Linked DNA regions of Mus musculus: region 2 is linked to region 1. A link is a contact called in public Hi-C data. All regions are on one chromosome and are shown on one strand. The core of a region is the stretch at or near the end of the contact, and the rest is flanking DNA. Distances in the headings are between cores, read along the strand shown.

Region 1 (2,707 bases), core at 67-2,566:
TGTGCTCTCCACTGACCGGTCTCTCACCGTCATGGGTCACTTTCTTGGATTTTTGCTGCATTTGAGCTTTACACAGTTTTCCTCCCTCACCCCTCTCTCTGAGACAGTCTCATGTATCACAGGTGAGCCTTGTATTCAAGATGTCGTTGAAGATGACCTTGAACTGCTGATTCTCCTGCCTCCACCTCCCAAGTTTTGAGATTACAGGTGTGTAATGCCATGTCTGGTTTTCACTGTTTTCTCTCCATATTAGTCAATCAATCAATCAATCAGTGCTAGACAGGATCTCATTTTGCAGCCCTGGCTGGCCTGGAACTCTATTTGCTGTTTGTTTTTTGAGACAAGATTTCTCAGTGAATCCCTGGCTGTCCTGGAACTTGCTCTGTAGACTTGGTTGGCCTCAAACTCAAAGATCCTCTTGCCTCTGTCTCCCTAAAGGTAGATGTCACCACCTCCCAGCTTGGCCCGAAACTCTTACAGAGCAGGCCGGCCTCAAACAGAGATGGCCTCAAACCTTTGCCATCTTCCCTAACCCAACCCCTGTGGCATTAAGGGCACTCGCTAGCATGTCTGGCTGCCAAGCTTTCTTAAAGGTGGGTGTGGGGGCTATTTACAAAGGTTTGGAAAATAAACCCTCACTAGGAAGCAAATAGAAAGGTAGGGTTGGGTTAGGTGGGATGCTGCAGCTGTCTTCCGGGACCTGTAGCCTTGGCAAAGTCATCCAACCGCTAGGAACTTTGTTTCCATCTTTAAAATGCAATAATGTTTGTTCCTTAGAGTGGTGTGAGCCTGAAATGAGTCTGCCAGTGGGGTGGCTCCTTTGGTGGTGGCAGTCCCAGCTGGGTAACAGGAACACACTACAGTGCTAATGATAAGAAGATGCAGCCTGGCAGCTCACAGAGCACTGGTGTCCTCCAGCCCCCAGCAGAGGACTGGGGTCCTCTATGCCTCTCTGCACAGTGACATGTGGGGACTGCTCTGGACATTTTCTAGATCAGGGATGTAGAGCAACTTTGAGTTTTGTCTGTAGAAGAGAATAATCTCTTGTTTTGAGGTCACAGAGCAGGTAGCAGGCACTCAATGAAGGCTGTAGCCCCTGGAATGTACCACAGCACTGCGGGGCAGCACCTCTGGCTGCTCTGGTTGTTTTGTGCATGTGGCCTATCCCTTGATTTTCTTGTTGCAAAGTGAATTGGTGTCTCTGGCCCCAGGGCACAGGGTCAGGGAAGAGCTGGGTTTCACCTTGCTATATGGGGTTCGGGTAGGGGTTGAATTGGAGCCTTGTAGCCACTAGAGGGCACTCCAAACCCTGCAAATCCACCCCTGCTTGGGCCTCAGGGTGGACAGAGGGTGGGTGTCTGCATGCAGAGATGGAAGGAGCCTGGATACTGGGGCCTCTCACCCTTCGTCCCTGTTTTGCCCACGTTGGCTGTGGGTGGCCTTGCTGGCCTCACGCTCTGATCTGACGTAGGCTCATCCTGAGATCCAGCGCAGAGGGCTCCGGTGAGGATCAGGGATGAGTGAGGCCCCAGACAGTCACCTTGTTGACAGGTTCACATTCTAGGTTTGGGCCCTTACACCACTGGTTCCTTTCTGACTTCTTCCTGGTGCAGGGATGGGACCCAGAGCTTGGGTGCACTAGGGTACTGAAGCACAGCCCAGCCCCCATTAGTTCCTGCCAGCTACACCCCCTGCAATCATCAGAGTAGAAGTTGTTATTGAGGACACCAGGGAACACTGAGAATGAGAAAGAGCTGAAGAGCTGAAGCCCTCAGCCCTTGCTGTCAGGTACCTATGAGGGCTCTGCACAGCAACAACAACAGAAAGCCAAAATTCATAAAACAAAACAAAATATGCTCTCTGAACCCCCAAGACAGAAAACAGTGGTAGGTCACAAACAGGATCTGTGTGATCAAGAAAGCAGGGGACCCATCTGACTGGGTCAGCACCCCCCCCCCGGGGATTCTGGGTAATCACTGGGGGTTGGGTCCATGGGGGCCAGAATGTTCTGCTGGCCTTGGGCATCAGAGGCAGCAGCCGATAAGTCGAGACTAGGGTTGATGGGCCAGCAGACCACGGTGGCTCTTTGATCCTTGGAGTGATTTACTCAGCAGGAATATGTATGTCACATGAGAGGCTTGTCCTCCCAAGCCTGGCTGCTGGGACAAAGCTGCCCTTTCCTCTTTCCTAGGCTAGCCCGACTCCATGTGGGGTTGTGGGGTCCTAGGTGGCTGTGGTCAGCTCATGAATGGTATGTCAGGAGCTCCAGAGAGCGAGTCCGTGGGAGGTGAGCTGAGTGCTCCAGTGAACAGGCATCCAAGCACAGAGGGCCAACGGAGCAAGACAGGACCCGGGCCTCGGCCCTCACCCTGCTCCACTGGAAGACTCTGGTGGCTGGTTGGGGCCCAGTATGAGTGGGGCCCCCATGAGTGTATGGAGAAGGCCTACCCGGCGTGAAGCTTTCTGTCTCCACACCCAAGCTTATACTTCATCTGCTATCACCTCCCTCCTCCTCTGTCCTTTGGGCCCATTGCAGCACTCCTCTGTAGGCTCCAGGAGGTGCACATGTGTTTTCAATTGTAAAAACAATGCATGCTCATAGCAAGCCTTCAAACTGTCCAGAAGGCACAGAAAAGAGAGCGGAAGCCCCACCTTCCTCCCACTCTCCTACCCACCTAGAGCTTTCTTAGTGGATTCCCTGGAGGGT
Region 2 (2,707 bases), core at 134-2,633, 260 kb after region 1:
TAGAGTTGCAGTGGATTGAATGAGAATTTCCCCCATAGGCTTAGATATTTTGCTTTGTTGGTCCCTAGTTGATGGCACAGTCTGGCAAGGCTTAGATAGTACAACCATGCTGGAGGAAGCACATCACTGGGCTTGGCTTTGAGAATCAATGCCTTGTGCCCCTTCTGTTCACACTTTCTGCTTCCAGCTCCTGCATTTGAGGACATGAGCTCTCAACTTCCTACCTCTGCCGCCAGGCCTCCCTGACATGATGGATTCCTCTTATCCTTCTGGAACAGTAAGCCAAAATAAATTCTTCCTTCCATAAGGTGCCTTTGTTCTGGCATTTTATCACAAAACAGCAAGTGTTGAGAGACTATGAACACCCCAGAGCCCTCACATATGGCTGCTGGGAGTGTGAATGGTATAGCTACTATGGGGGCATTTCAGAAGTGCCTCAGAAAGGATAGATACAGACTCCCGAACAAGCCTGCCCCAACTCCTAGTACTAGGGTACATAGCTCCAGAAGGACTGAAATCAGAGTTCATAAGCAGTTCATCATTCCAACAGCTGAGAGTAGCCCACAGCCCATCAATGGCGGGGGGGAAAAGGGGGGAGACGGAGATAAACACATGGCACAAATATAACAAAGCAGGCTAAGTCTTGGCAACAGTATTCTGATAAAGCTGTAACACAGACAAAACTCAAATGCTCTATGAAACCCATACATGACTACGGGTCAGGCAAAACATGAAGACAGAAAACAGAAGAGACTGTGCAGGGGACAGGAGAGTTACCACCCGGGAGAAGTTGACAAGGATTATAGAAAGGTCTGGGTGGATGTACGCATGCTGAATGCATCAACTCATCGGATTATTCACCTATAGATGGTAAAACAGTAGTCAAGTGTATTCTGCCACAACTTAGAAAAAAAAAAAAAAAAACAACAAAACAAAAGAACTTGGAAGAGTACAGGTATCACATACCTGTGATCCCAGCTGAACTCAAACTCTAAATCCCCTGCCTCGGCCTCCAAAGTGCTGGGATCAATGAGTATTAGAGAAGTGCTATACATCTAAAAAGATAGGAGATCACAAGCTCGAAGGTCAGCAGCTGCTATTTTTTTTTAAAAAATCATTAGGTAGTCCTGCCTTTTAACTACTTTTCTCTATTTTCAATATCTTCTATTAAAATTGAAACTTCAAGTAGAGAAAAATAAGTTTGTCTTAAACATTTTTCAGGTTTTGACTATGTTGGGGTCCACCATTCCACATTTTTGTTCCTCGAATTTAGTTAACAAGGACAGCAAACGGAAGGAATCGACACTGAAAATGATGCAGCAGAGCTCTTAATACTCAGTCTGGGCACAGGGCCCCAGGACGCCACCCACAAGCAACAGCCCTGCCCTCTGCTGCCGGGCCGCTGGGTATGGGAGGAGAGAAAGGGCTCAGATACCTCTCTGAGGACAATTTCCTCTTTCAGTGTGGTAAAGTTCATAATTTGGCCTCCAGCCAATACATTAAAATAGGAAAGATGACTTAAAAACAAGGAGCACTCTCCCCTCCCTGTGATTGGTCAGAGCTGCAAGTGTTTTAGAAGTGCCCTTGGACTCCTAAAGTCCCTATCCATGAAGCAAGTGAGCTGGCGCTGTTGGGGTTTACGCGAGTCTCCAAAAATGTGCTCGCCCCTTTCTGACAAGTAAATCAAATGGTAGGAAGATCAATAACTCTCTAAAAAGAAGATATAATTTTTATCTTCCTTTTTACAGTCTCATATCCACTTCCGTTAGGAATAACGAAGTCTGAATTCTTATGCAACACTTATCTAAATGTGTCGATTTTATCAGATTGATGAATTTTGCTAACAAAAGGCAGAGCAAGGAAATCTTTTATGACATATATGGCCCATTCACAGGGCTGAAGCTTTAATTTAACCAACTTGAGCATTCTGAGAGAGAGCTGCAGGTGTTGGATAGGAAAAAAATCATAAATGGGAAGGCATATCAATCTTTATGACAGGGAAACAAAAACATTCTCCACTTGCTTGCCCTCCACAGGCTGGAGAAGGAGAGGCACAGGAAGAAGATATTGTCTCAGGCAGCATAGCACAGAGGAGCAAGCCCTGTCTCCCAGTGACAGATCTTCAGAACTGACCGAAAGGAGTGGCCAGAGAGAGGGAGGGAGGGAGGGAGAGAGAGAGAGAGAGAGAGAGAGAGACATCAAACAACAAGGCACGCCAGCTCTGTGTGCTCAGCAAAGTGACTAACTCATTTTCTTGGCCACATCAGAATTCTGTGGCCCCTTGAGCCCTGTGGCCTCTAACTCTTACTTCCTAATGTTGCCCATAGCTCTGATACTTTGCTACCCCAACTGCAAAGAGGCAACTGAGGTTTTCTATACCTTCTTACAGTCTTATCTCCTCCCTCTTACTTGACCCTCAACCACACACAGCCTTTTATTCCCTTGGAAAACCCCACAACCATTGGCCCACCTCCTCTTTTTCTCATGGGCCTGATTCTGCCAACCAGGCTTGCTTTTCCCCTGTAGCCAGTGATGGTTACAGAGTGACCATGCACGCTGTAAGGGAAGTTGGAGGCATTTTCAATAATTTAGAAGAAAGAGAAAAGGTGTAAGTTAGAGAAAGCAAGAAAAGAAACACATCCCTCTCTGAAATGAATGGTAATTATATCCTCAGTTTACATGATATCTCTCCCACCCCCAGCCCCCG

What was found. A called contact is a pair of places that touch in the nucleus more often than the background predicts.
Region 2: a Hi-C map of the G1E-ER4 cell line shows a contact between it and region 1, with 7 times the contacts expected there. The contact joins two enhancer-like sites. A contact is called at or near these places in 4 of 484 Hi-C or Micro-C datasets (the G1E-ER4 cell line, LSK cells, embryonic stem cells and 1 more) and 2 of 115 datasets of contacts at active chromatin or transcription factors (bone marrow-derived dendritic cells and embryonic stem cells).

What each region holds. Positions count from the first base shown.
Region 1 is chr6:88,112,020-88,114,726 of GRCm38.p6, forward strand. No RefSeq gene overlaps it. Among named protein-coding and RNA genes, the nearest start is that of Mir6376, 9.1 kb to the left of the region's middle. Within about 2 kb of position 1,317, at least 41 of the 459 cell types and tissues checked have an H3K27ac peak or open chromatin away from gene starts, as enhancers often do. A contact at or near this core is called in the G1E-ER4 cell line, where this site is marked.
Region 2 is chr6:88,373,013-88,375,719 of GRCm38.p6, forward strand. The region is part of intron 2 of Eefsec (eukaryotic elongation factor, selenocysteine-tRNA-specific); the gene reads right to left. Among named protein-coding and RNA genes, the nearest start is that of Eefsec, 72 kb to the right of the region's middle. Within about 2 kb of position 1,384, at least 1 of the 459 cell types and tissues checked has an H3K27ac peak or open chromatin away from gene starts, as enhancers often do. A contact at or near this core is called in the G1E-ER4 cell line, where this site is marked.